2 separate regions of the Anas platyrhynchos genome follow, and region 2 is linked to region 1. A link is a contact called in public Hi-C data. All regions are on one chromosome and are shown on one strand. The core of a region is the stretch at or near the end of the contact, and the rest is flanking DNA. Distances in the headings are between cores, read along the strand shown. Region 1 has its middle 97 kb from the start of XIRP1. Region 2 overlaps XIRP1 (xin actin binding repeat containing 1).

The links. Hi-C and Micro-C count contacts between places; a contact is called where the count stands out from the background.
Region 2: a contact with region 1 is called in a Hi-C map of skeletal muscle, with 5 times the contacts expected there. The contact joins two enhancer-like sites. A contact is called at or near these places in 2 of 8 Hi-C or Micro-C datasets (liver and skeletal muscle).

Annotation. Positions count from the first base shown.
Region 1 is chr2:154,261,569-154,268,738 of IASCAAS_PekinDuck_T2T, reverse strand. No RefSeq gene overlaps it. Among named protein-coding and RNA genes, the nearest start is that of XIRP1, 97 kb to the left of the region's middle. Within about 2 kb of position 2,443, at least 4 of the 8 cell types and tissues checked have an H3K27ac peak or open chromatin away from gene starts, as enhancers often do.
Region 2 is chr2:154,364,455-154,371,577 of IASCAAS_PekinDuck_T2T, reverse strand. XIRP1 (xin actin binding repeat containing 1) reads right to left here. Exons shown (of 8, transcript XM_038173952.2): 3 at 6,381-6,435; 4 at 4,998-5,405; 5 at 4,115-4,196. Among named protein-coding and RNA genes, the nearest start is that of XIRP1, 5.8 kb to the right of the region's middle. Within about 2 kb of position 3,682, at least 2 of the 8 cell types and tissues checked have an H3K27ac peak or open chromatin away from gene starts, as enhancers often do.

The sequences.
Region 1 (7,170 bases), core at 1,194-3,693:
TTATACATTACCACAGGGATTGCCAGAGATGTGCAATCTGGTTCAGATCAGATAAGAATATCTGCCTTCTCCCGCTGCCCTCCGTGGATGATACATCAGGACTGGCTCCCAGCGTGATTCTGTGGAGCCAAGCTCCATTCGCCTCGGCAGGTAATTTGGTCTGGCATATTGTAAAGCATCAGAGCCATGGGGGCTTTAACTCCTGTGGCCACAGCTGCTTGTGGTGGAGCTGGTGAAGGAGGCACCTTTGCCATTCATCGTGTGATCCAGCTTCCCCCTTTGTGGCCTCAGCAAGATGAGCAGCTACTACCCAGCTGTAAAAGGCTTTTTCCTTCCGTTTGGTTGTATGCAGATGGAGACTTGCTGTGGTACAGGCAAGTATGGACCACATGCCCATGGCTGTGTCACATTACTTGAGCATCTCTAGGTTGGCAGGTTGCTGTTCCCCTGTTATCCAGCTCTACTGAACCGCTTTCTTCTGATATATTGATTGTGGGGAAGGCTGGTCTGATAAATTTTCTTGATAGGAATCTAGACAGAAATAAAGCTGCCAAAACATCCATGCACAGGAAAGGCTTTTCTCTCATGCAATTATAAGTAGGAGGAGTGGTGATCTGCAGAAGGAGCCTTTGCATGATACCAGGTAAGCATGGCCCATAATCCACAAGCTCCTGTGGGATATCATCAGCCATCACCTTCAAAGTAAAGGGTCAACTCTGCCAAAGATTGCTATGATCCAATTATGAAACGGCACAAAGAGTCCTCCAGCACTTTACAAAATAGCACGGAGGTCCAAGACCTGACACAGGAGATGGTAGTGAGTAGTGCCGAGCTGGGATTTGAGGAACCCTGGATGTGACATAGCCAACATTACAATGCTCTCATCTGAACATGCTGATCCAGCTTGATAAGGCGCTGTGGGAAGAATAAACAGTAAATCCCCAGGGAAGTCTCACACCAGCAAACCCCAGTGAAGAGGAGAGGCAGATTCTAAGTAGCTGGAGTCCTTTGAGGTTTCTGGTCAAAGTGTCACGGCTGTTCAGCAAAGAGCCTGGAGAATAAAAGACTATAACCATAACAAAGCAGTATAATTTAGGACTGCAGCTCCTGGGGCTGTTGCTGAGCCATCAGGCAGGGGCTGCTGGAGAGCTGTGATATGAGACGGGCTGACCTGGAGGGCAGCTCAGCGGGGGGAGACACGTGGTGGTGGCCTGGCAGGGTGGGTAAAAGCTTGGGGAGCCGCTGGGGTTTGCTGTAGTTTTATCTCCTCCAAGATGCCTTGGCTGTACGCACAGGACGTGGCGTGCTGCCACACTTGGGGATGTCTCTGCCAGGGGGGATCAGAGCTACAGAGGCTTTGGCACGTGTGTTGGAGCAGGGCTGGGTTGGCCTCTCAGGAGCTGCTGGAAACACGTGTGTTACCAGGCTGGGAGGAGAAATTTGGGTTTGAGAGCAGCCAGAGGGTACATGCACCACCTCAACTCAGTGCTGAAATATGAAGGTCCCCCCCAGCAGCACGAGGGTGTCTGTATTATTAGGCAGTGAGCACAGTACGAATGTGCTGGCATTTCCCAGGTGATGCCCAGGCACAGTGTGGGAGTTGTCACAGGGACATGATCGCACGTCTGTTTTGAAGGACAAGACATCTGTGCCATAGATGACATCAGTGGCATAGACACAAGCGGTGCTCCTGTACCACACGTCCTCAGGGCTGGAAAAGGGACTCGTGCCCACCCGGCTGGCATCTGCAGCCAGGATCATGCCCTGAATCGGGGCTGGAAGTCAGGGAAGACCTTGCTGTCCATCATGTGCTCAAGACACTTCACAAAATGGCCTCCTAGAGGGCTGTCTGCTCATTTATAGTCACCTCTGAACTCTCCCCGGCTTCTGCCAGGTTAACACACGGACTCCTCAGCCCTGCAGTTGCTCAAAAAGAAAAAAATAATTAGGTGGGATCTAGGCTGCAAAATAGCAGCTGAGTGCTCTGCATTGCTACACTTATCTCCTGCAATGTGAGCCTTTATTCTGGCACTTGAAGTTTGCCCTGATTTAAATATCCTGACAGTGGTGCATCCCCGTGGCTCTCAAGAGCTGCCATCATTTGAACAGCACTTTGCAAAAATACAAGCTGCGAAATTTCCTGGTTGCTTGGGAAAAAGCAGCGAGGAACTGCTGCTGGCTGCTGTCTTACAGCACAACGGAGCCGCACGCGGCTCGGCTTTTCGGCGTTAAAAGTTGATGAATAATAGGGGCTAACAAAATAACAGAAGGTTCTTCCTTGCACTGCCCAGGGAACAGGAAACTCTGCACGGGCGAGCGCGCGGAGGTGAACAAAGCGTTAAACCCTGGCAGAGCAGCTGCTGCTGACCTTCTGGTCCCAGCACCGCTAAACAAAGCTCCTGTTACAGCTGAACTTTAGTACCAACTTCTGCTGCTCCAGGGATCCTCGCAAAAGTACACAGTGAGCTGCAGCTAGCACGCCGTGCCTCGCCGGGGCAGCGGTGAAGCTGGCAGAGGCCACCACGTCCTGTCCTCAGGCTGTCCCCAAAGCCCTCCTTTGCTGTTGCCAGCGGTTTAGGACTCACGAGGATGGAGATCAGTAGATGTTAATTGATATACCCCCCCTAAAGATCTGAATTTCTGCTGAAACATTTGGCCATCGCACAGCAATGAGTTCCACAGGTGAATTCCATGCACTTGGGAAAACATTTTGTTTTACGTCTAAAATGTGCTTAATTGCAAATTTTCTCAGTGGTCCTGGGTATAATTGTTTAATATACATCTTTCCCTCCCTATTCATGATTTTACAAGCTCTAATACCATATTCTCACAGAAATCTTTCACTTCAGAGGAAGAACCCAAATCCGTTCAGTCTGTTCTCACATGGGAGCCTCCCGTCGCCTACATTTAACACTGGGCATCCTTGCTGCCCTCTGCATCACTTCTGCAGAAAGCAGGATTTGAGGCAATTCCCAGCAGAGGACTTACAGTTACGGTCCGGGCTCTTAGCGTGACATAATGATATGTGAGAGAATTGTGGCAGTTCTCATCCTCCACGGGGGCTGATGCTGGAATACCCAACAGGGAAAAAAAAAAAAAGAAGAATAAGAAAGAAAAAAGAGATAAAAAGCATACATTTAAGGAAACACTGTAAGAAATATCCTGCTGGCTCACCTCTTCAAAGAGATAGCAAGGTAGTTTTGGGGAAATTAGCTCAAGCAGTGGTTTCTAAGAGTCTTCTGATATAGCAAAGTCCCTCTGAGACCCTGCCCTTTCCTCCACATGATCATTTGGTCCAAAAACTGTGAATTTGTTCTATGAAATAACAAAGAAGAATCAGCAGACTTTGATGGGGTTGAGGCACATAATAGAGAAGTGGGACAAAAAATAACCAATATGGGTTGAAATAACAAAAGCCACCACCTCAATACTTTCTGCATGCAGCTGGGTTAGTTGTGCCGCCTAGTTTTGACAAGTTGAGCTGGAAATTTGCCCTCATCCATCTCAGTGCTTTTTAAGCATCCAGCTTACAGTGAGGTCAACCCCAGAGCTGTCCAAGATTTACTTTTTGCTGCTCAGATCAAGAGCTCTCACGTTCCTTCGCCTTACTGCTTCCAACCTATTGCCATTCCGCCGACATCAGGGCGAGGGAAATGGGATCCATGTGGCTGCTGCTGAAGGTTGCTCCCCAGATGTGCAAGCATATGGGGGATGTATTTTGGGAAACAGGTGGGACAGCCAGCAAAGGATTATCTGATTTTCAACAGTGAAGTGTTTGAGGTCACTCATAAGATCATCTCATTATTTCTAATATAGTTTCCTGGGTGCTTGGAAGGATGAGAACTGAGGAGCTGGGAGACTCTTCGGGCTTCCTTGTTCCCAGCCCAGTGGTAAAAAGTATCCCAAAGTGGGTGAGCTCTCACATGCACGGTTCGCAGACTTCTGTGAACAAAAGGCCAGGTGAATTACCACGTTGGATCCCTCTGGGCTTGTAACACCTGGTTGTGGCATGGCTGGTAACTTCAGGAAAGCTATGAGAAGCAGGGAATGTATGCACCACCTAGATCTGGGAGTCTGGTACCCAGCTCCTCGGCATCCAGCCAGGGGAGACAGGGAACAGCCACTTCTCCATCCATTTGTTAAAACTTGAATGTTTTGATTTGGACCTGACTGGGAATTGGCTTCATGAGACATCCTCTGCCCTCCTCAAAACAACATTTATTACTCGGGATGAATCTTCACCTTTCAAAGACAGTTTAAAGTCAGCTCCAAACTGATCTGTGCCTCAGTGTGCCCCTGCGATGGAGCAGGACCATGGCTTGAAAACTGCCTTGATTGCACCACAGGTGAGTGCTGCAATTCCCATGTTGCAGCGAGTATTTGTGGTTGAAGCCGTGAAGTCTGGTGCAAGGAGGTGAGTGCCTTGCAGAGATCACTTTGGGCTCTCTGAGCCTGTGGGGCTGCTCTTGTCGCACCAGGATGGGAGGCAGAGCTGCGCCATGCTGCCAGGGCTCCCGTGTGAGTCATGCCGTCCCCGGGGGTTTTGCCCCCGTTCCTGGGTTTTTGTGAATTCTCACCTTCCCTTTCGAAAATCTGTGATCCTGATGGTTGCTAGGAAAGATTTGAAAGCAGGGTGTATTGCAAGGCTTAACACCTCAAAATTTACACTAAAATCTGACGCTTCTTGGTTTCAGAAGCCTGCTGTGGGTGTGTGTGGAGGCACAGGCAGTGGCACTGGTGCTTTTAGCGGTAACATTGGCAGCATTAATATTAACAGAGCCACCACGGTCCAGGATTTCATTTGCCTTTGCTGTGTGATAACAACTCAACCTGGGGAGTTATCTCCTGTGGGTACTGCAGAAGGGATGCGTGAGACCACCCTGCCCCAAGGAGCTCCTGATCCAGGCACGAGGGCTTTAACTCACAGCAGCTGCCCCTTCTCCCCAACTACCTGCACCTCTCCCTGGGGTTGCAGCTCCTCAGCCTCTGCCCTAGCCCACCTAGGACATCAAAGTTAATCAATATTGGGGTTTCTCAAGTGGCTCTGATGGGATTAGCTCAGCACCTCCCAGAGACCTTAGGAGCGGTGTGGTGGTGGTGGTACCCACTCCCATTCCTTCAGGAAGCATTGGCTTTTGAGAAAATATGCTGCGAGGGGAGGCAAAGAAGGTATTTAGAGAGGTGCCTGGAGCAGGCTGAGCCTTTTTTTCCATGGTGCTTGTCAGGAAGAAGCGCTGCAGCTGGCCGGGAGGTTGCTTGCCTCCCCCTGCCAGATCTGTGCGTAACTGGTGACAGACTGGTGCACCAGGTTCACAGCTACATGGGATGCAGTAGGTGGGAGTCTTCCTGGCATCCTTGGAGCTCCCATACATCAGCCTGGGTCAGGAGGATTCACAGGCATGGTTGTGCCCCTGCCAGTATTTGTCAGGAGCTGAGATCTGGGTGTCACTGGGAAGCGTGGCCAAGTTTCCAATCTGGATGATGCTGCACAAAGCTGCCAAGATTAAGCCCTCGCCCAGGACCTCTGGGAAGGTGCCTGGGGCATGGCTCATCCCTCTTTCACACCACCCACAGGCCACCCTTCCAGCCCTGCAACTCCACGGGCACACCACTTGTTTCACAAGCACCAGAGCCTTGGGTGTCCCTGCCGATGGGCATCCACCTGTAAAGGCACGAGGAACACTTCCCAGCTTCTCAGCATCATTGCCACGAATTAAGGAATGTTTTTGGAGGCTGCCTGATGTCCCTGTAGTGCCCTTCAGAGGTGTCCTAGGCACCAGGGCTTTTATCTCCTAAACCCACAGCCTGGTGCCCTGTGCGATGTGATCTTGACAAAAGGAATAGGGAAGAAAACATACCCAAGAGCCAAGCCTCCACCCTCCATGGTTGCTTTGGTCACCGTGAATTGCCAGAAGATGCAAGACTAGCAGGAGAGAGGATGGGGTGAGCAGAGGTCCATTAGCGATTCCCTACCCCCAGCATATGGCTAATTAAAATTTCTAATTAAGGCACTGTGGGGGTGAAGAAAGGAAGCTCTTGGCCGAAAGTCCCCCCTCCTTTTTCTGTATTTCCTTCGATAGCTTTATAAATTTCCCCCCTAAATTAACTAATTAATATCACCTAATCAGTTAATAGAATTAGCTAATTAGATTGCTTAATGGAATTTCTGAAGAGCAGATTTAGAAGCTCTTAAGGAGACTTTAATCACTTTTTATCTGGGAAGCAGGGCACCAGTGTCTGCGTTCGTTCAGCAACTTGGAGCAATCACTGTTATCAGCAGAACATTTCTGAAAATCACTAATCGGGCTTCATCCTGCTGTAGAGTCACAGCTGCAATTACCCAGGCTCGAAAGGTCAGGTTGAGCCTTGCTGGCTTGTCCCTCCGAGTTGCCTGCACACAATCCCATCAAAAATCCACTGCTCTCGAGCACTCGGTGCAAATATTTTAATAAAATCAGCTCTAGGGCACGGCGCTGCAGAAGTCGCCAACCTCCCTGCAGGATCTGGAGTGGCTTGTTAGCCCCGTGGCATTTTCTCAGCTTGTTTGCTGATGGTGTGCTTAAGTGGTGGTAAGTGATAGCAAATCGCTCCCGCAGCCACTGCGGGCAGGGGGCAAAGTTTGCTCCCGATCCCCTACGCAGGGGCGTGCAAAGCCACACAGACACACACGCAGCCCTGCACACCCTGCCGGCTGCTCCTGATCACAAGACAGCAGTGAGGGAAAAAATATAATATGTGCTGGGAAAAATGTAGCACTGGGTGAAGTGCAAACTCTGAATGCAGTGGACATGCATGGTGTGCAGACACCACCAAAGATAAGGCTCTCTAGGGAGCACAGGGCAGCTCCAGCGAGCAGTTATTGCTCAGGGTTGGTTGGTGGAGAGGGGTGAGGGGAGGACCTGGGTTTGTAACAGTGTCCAGCCACATGTAGGCTGCTTTTGCTGGGGCATCCAGAGCTATTCTGGCTTTGGACGCTGGCCCTCAGTGCTTTTCAGCGGTGTGAAGTGGGAGTGAAGGCTGGAGAACCTGTCCCTGCTCTTTGGGGACACCATATGAGAGCAGGAGATCCTTGGGATCCAAGGTGAGCCCAGCTCACCAAGCCCAGCAGGAGGAATTGGGGGAAAACAAGCTGGTTTCAAAGAACCCATTTCATTTTCCTGCACAGCAAAG
Region 2 (7,123 bases), core at 2,433-4,932, 100 kb before region 1:
TCCAGTAACAATTTTCTCATGTGAGTTTTTTTGGATTCCCTACCTCTGAACGCCTTCACAGGTGTTTTACAGACATGTTTGGAGGGGCCCTTGCCCCTCTCATTCCCCTATGGGTCTGCAAATATCAGTCCATGGAGAGGATGCTATACACCATCCAGGCTTTAGGTCAACACACAATGAGGAGGTTTCCCCACCAGCATCACATCACATCGTCATGTCATGTCATGGCACAGCACATCACATCCAGCTCTGGACGACCAGCTTTCACTGAGGATCCTGAATGGACCCTGCTCCTCCCTACCATAGTTCAGATACTTAAACATCCTGCAAGACTGCAAGTTAGCAGTTCCCTGCTCTCTGTTAACGCTGGTGTCTAGGAAGACCACCATGCCTCTCTCTAAAATAGTGTCCATTTTCTATTTAGCTTCCTTTAATAAATGAGGATCATAGCAAAGAAATAAATTTGTATGAAATTTAGCCATATAAGGAGGAGAGAATGGGAGGGGGGCAAAAAAAAAAATACAGCCACACTTGTTACTGCTGCATGAAGGGATGTGACATGCAGCATGTGAGCAAGGTGGTGCTGAGCAGATGAGGAGGTGCAGACTGATGTGACCGATGCTGAGTGTACCCTGTGATGCAGGGCAGGAAAACAGGAGACATCATTTGGGGATGGCTGGGGCTGTCACACACAGCAGGTAGCACGAACTGGATGGCAGAGGTGTCAGCTAGCACAGCATCAGGCAGGGGGCAGAATGCACGGTTGATCAGGGCTTAGTTATTTTGTGTGGGTGGAGGGGTGTAAAGGCAGGAGGAAAGGGCAGATTGAGGCAGAGCAAGGCCAGGTATAAGCACTGACAGCTCACGTGTGATGAGATGGAGCTGGTGCTCCTGTACTCTGCAACCACCCAGGAACATCTGCACCTTTCCATCACAGCTCCAAAATATGCCTGTGGTCCCAGCACCCCCAGTCAGCTGCCATAGGGGCTGGGAGAGGGGGGCGGGGAAGGAGAGCACCCACTTCTACCCCTTCCTCCTGGGAACTGGGGGTCCAGATGCATCCCACACTTGAACATCCCAAGCTTCCTCCCTGGCTGTATTGGAGATGCACAAAACTCTTAAAGTTGGACAGATTGGCCACTTGTGGGAGCCCTGTCATTCAATCCCCTTTTGTCATGCTCATAGAAAGCAGCTGGTGAAAGGGAAATGAGCTTTTAAGGATTATTTTGGATGCAGGAGGCTGTACCACTGCACGTGCCAGAGTTGTCTTGAACCCATAACACACGCAGAGTTTTTTATCTTAAATCAGCATTTGCCCCCCCATGGTTTCAGGTTTTCTGGTTCTAGCAGTGACTTCCCAAGCCTGCCTGCTGCTTGGTTTGCTGCGAACAGAGGGTGCTGGCTGCAGACCCCAGGTTCTGGAGGGACCAAGGGTGAGAGCCCACCAGGGACATGGTGTCTGGCAGTCACCGTGCAGCAGTGTCCCTTCAGAGACCAGATTTGGGACCAAAGGGGGATGGAAGTTTGTCACTAGATGGCAGCGCACTCTCTTGCAGAAGGTGTGGGTGCTGTGGTGGACAGGGGACGCTGCTGTCTGGTAAGCAAGCTTTGCAGCCAAAACCAGCTTGTAGGATGGGGCAGCCCACCGCCTCTGTGCTCCCCTTTGCCTCACCTCCTTGCTGGGCTTTGAAAATTCCCCGTGGGTACAGACTGAAATGACTGCAGAATAGAAAGGGGAAGGGAATTAAAGGCACTTTTGGAGGCAATCTCAATGCTCTGTAATTTGCAGTCACGTCAGACTCCTGTTTCATCTTTGTATGACACCGAGATAACATCCTCCTCGCGTGCCCTTCAGCTGAAAGCCTTGAATAACGGAGCTATATCAATGCATACATGCACGAGCATAAGTATGTGTGTGAGCTGGGGGAGCGGCATGCCCACACACGAGCCCCTCTCTTTTCTTTCTTGGCTGCGATTTTCCTCTCTCTGGTTGCCAATATTCATCTGCAGGTTGTAAATTTTTAAAGCTGGACCACTCAAGAGACTATACCTGCAGCAAATTAGCTGGTGCCTTCTCCTTTTTAATATTAAAAGACTCAAGCTTTCAACTATTTCCCTTCGGGAAAACGGCTCCTTGATTTACAGTCTTCCATCTTAGGAAGTATTTTGTTAGATCATGTAAGCCTTTCACAGCTCAATTTAATCTCATTACTGCTAACTATAGCCTTTTGGACCCTGTTAATCAGTGACTTGGTGATGTCCTCAGTGACAGCTTCCTCCAGATCTTTTGATGCCATGAGTGTGGCTGGGGATGAAGCCCAGCTGGTTTATGTGCCTGGGAATGGGCTTTCCTAATGGATGTAGCCAGCTTTGCCCTTTGCGAAATGCTCAGGACTCCCTTAGCATCTCAGAGGTAACAAAGCATGGTCTCAAAGGACTTACTGGTATTTTGGTTTTATGTGTAATTATTCAGCTCTGAACTGTTTCATGGGCATGAGCTTGCTGATAAGCCAAATGCCAGTCAGCAGAGCTTTCCTGAGCACTGCCAAGCTGGTGTCCACCATTTCGTGGTGGCCCAGACCTGTGCTCTGTATATCCTTAGAGCACCGTGTGGCTTCAAGCCTTTAAACACACTGCATTCCCCATCCCAGGTCGCTGCGTTGGCCAGGTGTCCGCTCCTCAACCCTAAAAAAAAGAGCTGTGGGGCAGTCCCTGGGTGATGGTGAGCAGCCTCCTGCAGAAAACCTGCTGGTGCATGTGGAGCACTGATGTGTCCTTCTGTGGAAATGACCAAGAACAGCACATGTATAGTCATGGACAAGTCTTGTCCCAGAAGAGGTACGGGACAGCTGGTTCCTGGGCTTCTTTAGGAATCGTTACATCTCCTGTCTCTGAGCTAGAGTCCCATCTCTGAGCCAATCCAGTGCCTACATCAGAGGTAGCTATCATATTCCCAGCTCTCTTCCTGGCTGCAATTACCTCTCCAAAAGGATCCCACCCCAAACAAGCCCTAGCCCTACCACAGAAGTAGTGCCCAAGACGACACGAAGTCTTTGCTGTTGCAAGGCTCTGAGCCAAGGGCTGGAGGCTGGTGTAAGGCTCTAAGATAGACCATGAGTCACCATCCACCAACCAGAAGAAAAGATGTTCCTCATGCTGTAAAAGGCACACTGCAGCTAATAAATGCTGTGATCACATTTAGCAGGATAGCATGGTGACTTCACATGCTTTGATATTAAAAAAATATTCCAGCGATGCTGTGGAAACTTCAGCTCCTTCTTTTGTCTGTGTGCTCATGTAAGAGACTTGTTTTCCCAGGCAGTTGGGTAATTAAATACAGTGTCTCAAATCCTGGAAGCACATCATCTTTTTTTTTTTTTTGTCTCTCATGTGGAAGAGAAGAAAGACAAGGAAAAGAAAGAGAACAAACCCTCGGCAGCTGGGATATGGGGTCCACAGATTCCTGCTCCAGACCCAGAGCAGACAGGATGGTTCCCTGGTCTCAAATCCAGTTGTTATGGGATTGCAAGAGAGACGCACTTTTGAGTCCCAAACCTCTGAAACCTTCCTGATGACATACTTTTGGTAAAATTCAACCCTTTCCCAGACAAAGCTTCAGCTTGGATCTCTCCCCGTTCACAGATGCCTCCTGCCTTGAAATATCCCTGACCTGCTATAGTCCCGATGATATCATAGCATTAGGGATCACTTACATAGCCTGTCCTCAGCCAAAGATGACTCTGTCTGATACATCACTGCTGCCAAGTCCAAAAAGGAGCCCAGCCAAGACTCCTTAGGTACAAAGGAACCTCTCCCTCTTCCTTTCCTCAAGGCTGAGGTGCAGGCAGATATGACTCACCCCAATCTAAACACGGACGTAATTCTGCCCTGGTGTTTAGTCCCAGCTATTTTTAAATGCTGGGATAAGAGCACAGGGAGTCAGGATGGCTCCGTGGACACATCGCTGGCCCAGATCCCAGCTGCATCGGGGTGTGCCAGCTCTGTGCAACGGGCCCCTTCGGGGCTGGAAGGGGTACAGGACCAAGTTGCCCCTTCCCGGCTGCAACAGTAGAGTAGCAATGACGATTGGTAAGCAAAAATAAATCCAACTCACAGCTTCTGCCTGTGGCTGAGTCACTGGCTGCATCCGGCACTGAGGAGATGATCACCTGTCTGTCACGGGAGATCTTGCCTTCCTGTGGGGGGGTGACAAACAGGTAAATTCTCTTAAACAGAGGAGAGGAGCTGCACAAGGCCCCAGCGTGGGGAAAGCAACTCCATCAAAGGCTTTCCAGATGCTGGGGTGGTCATAATATTGCATCCTTGTATCGTGTGGGGTCGGACTTCTTTGCTGTAGACCTCATCCAGCCTTGGTCTTGGTTTGTTGTCCCCAGGAACAGTCCTTCTCAGTTCTTTGGGCAAGGCCTCCCTCAGTTTACAGAGCCAAGTAATGTTTTCTCTTACCTATCCTGATTTTTGAAGCCACTGTTGCTGCTCTCCCATCTAGGCTGTACATTTTTAACTCTTCCCTTCCAGGGAAGGGATCATGGCAATAAATAGTTTGTTGAATGTGTGACTGGTGTCCCTGATAGCATGAAATCACCCAAAGCTGGCATTGCAGAACCTGTCTCAAGGGAGATCCAGCATGTGTTGGGGATCTCTTGGCGAGTCTACCAAACCTTAAAAATAGAGAAAGTGGCATCCATACCATAGGGCGGTGATGTGCTAAAGGATTTTCTGTGGTGGATTTGTTGCTCACCCCCACCACATTTTAGAGCAAGCTCTATCCTGGTGGTAGCTCTGATAGCACAATATGGTTCCCCTGTAAACCTGGTCCCCCATCCCTAGGCATGGTTGCCCTTCCACAGGGCAGCCCCCATGCCCAGTGGATGAGGAACAACCACCATGAAGCCCAACCACTCCTAAGCATGACTCCGGACACCCAAAGAAAATAAATTTCAGAGGAGCTTTCAAAGAAGAGCAGAACACCTACTAACCTTTGAGGCAGACTTCTTCCATGTGATGGTGGTGGGGCTCCATTGCATCCTCTGCATGCTCTGAAGAGAGGAAGGGAAGGATGGCTCTCTATGGGGTTTGGTCTCCCTGCTCAGGGGTTGGATTGTTGTCAGGATCCTGGTATCAGCTTCTCTCTTCTTCAAAATCCTGTTGTGAGGTGGTGTCTTGAGTGGAGCAAAAGGTAAAGTGTTACTCTGTGGATTGGCTCTATGGGTGTCAAAGGGGGTCGGGAGTCCTTGGAGGTTCCGTGTTGTGGCACTGATCTTATGGATGGGAAGATCCTCCGTGGACTTGCTCCAGGACACATCACCACGATGGCTTTGGGATAAACCATACTTTTTCCCCATTGGATTGCCATTAGTCTGTGATAGATATCTTCTTTCCATGAGCTAAAAAAAACAAACATACAACAAAACAGGCTCATACATAACTTCAATATCAGATCAACTGGAATTTTAATTTCCTACTCTTTCAATCCAAGCATCATACCTGTTGACCTTTTAACTTTTTGGGGTGAAATAATCCCTTACTTTCTTCTCTATATTCCCTGAAGTGAATGTCAGGGACATGACCTAAACACATTCTAGCCCTTTCTGAAGTGTGGGAGAAGTTTCTGCCTTGCCTATTTCCAGTGTGTCCTCCTAATTTGTCCATGGTAATGCAAGAAAGCCTTGGGGTAGCAAAAATATGGTCACTGGTTCCTCAGACAGGAAGTCTCCCTCTCTATCATCTCATAGGAAACCTTGAGTTTCTTTTTAAGAAAGATCCTGTCCTGTAAATATTTATATATATATTTTTTGTTTTATTTATTTTTATCTTTATTATATTTTTATAGTCAAAAGAGCCAAGAAAGTGATTTCTTCACACTAGGGTAGACAGCTTTCTTTAGTAAATGCTTTGAGTGAGTCATTTGAGACACACAGATTTGAGACACACCAAAGCATCCATCTTCTGGTTCAGGAGGGCAGAGATATCCCAGTGTCATATCTGTCAGCCCAATGTGGATGTCTGGGTGCCTTAATAGCTTTGTGCACCTTTGTTTCAAGATCCTTCTCTCATTTTCTAACCGGTTTTAAATCTTCTGCCAGGTCCTATACCTCTTGATGGTTTTCCATTAGTCTCTTCCACTACGATTTATTCACTCCAAAGGAATCTGAATGTTATATGGGAAGATTTCATCCCATCCTGGAGCATCTTATATGTTTCAGTCCATCTGTACATACTAAAAGGGAATCAGATCTGACCTGCTGTCCTCAGAACAGCACCAGATACTGGGAAAATTTTTGTCTCTAATTGCTAAAAAACAGACTATTTTGTTGTCAGGGCCTGCTCTGTCCCACCTTGTCTGAGTCTTTGGCTCTCACCTTGGGATATTCTTTCTTCGACATTTTGCTTTCACAGTCCAGGATGCTCTGGTACCTGCAGGGAAGGCAGGAGAAGGTAAATGAATCCCTTTTTAGCCTGATTGTGTTTTTCCATTTTATTGACAGTCTTCCCCTACCCTCAGAAAAATATCAAACCAGACTATAAAGGTAATTTTAAAGGGTGAGAGATGTGAAAACTCCTGTAGAGAGGTCAGGCTGTAGGACCAACAGCTTAGTTCAGTGCAGTGCCACTAGATCTAGTGTAAGCCCTCTCATCCTATGATCTATGCAGATGTGCCCCGAGCACCCGGTCTCCCCACTGGAGGGGGATCTGCAGGGGTGTGATACAGATTAAAAGTGGTGTGTTATTGCACTTTGCTAATAATAAATGGCTTGTTGGAGTCAAGCTTTCCAGAAAATCAAATTCTTTTTTATTTATTTAGCTTTAACCTAACTTAAAAGGGTTTATCAAGCCACTAGCTGCCCTAACATAACACTGGTGGTGAATGAGACCTCTGCAGAAGAAACCACCTTCCTTCTCATTGTTTCAGCTTTCTCCAAGACCCTGCTAGATAGATGGCTTTTTATACTGAAGATTGACCAGCTTTGGGATATTCAGAACTAAACTGTCTCAAGGGGAAGTTCAAGAGACCGTCTTGACAGCAGCTCTGTCACTCACGTTGAGGGAGATGCGCTGAGGGTACCATTGCTAATCTTATTTGTCTCACCCTTGGCAGAGCTGA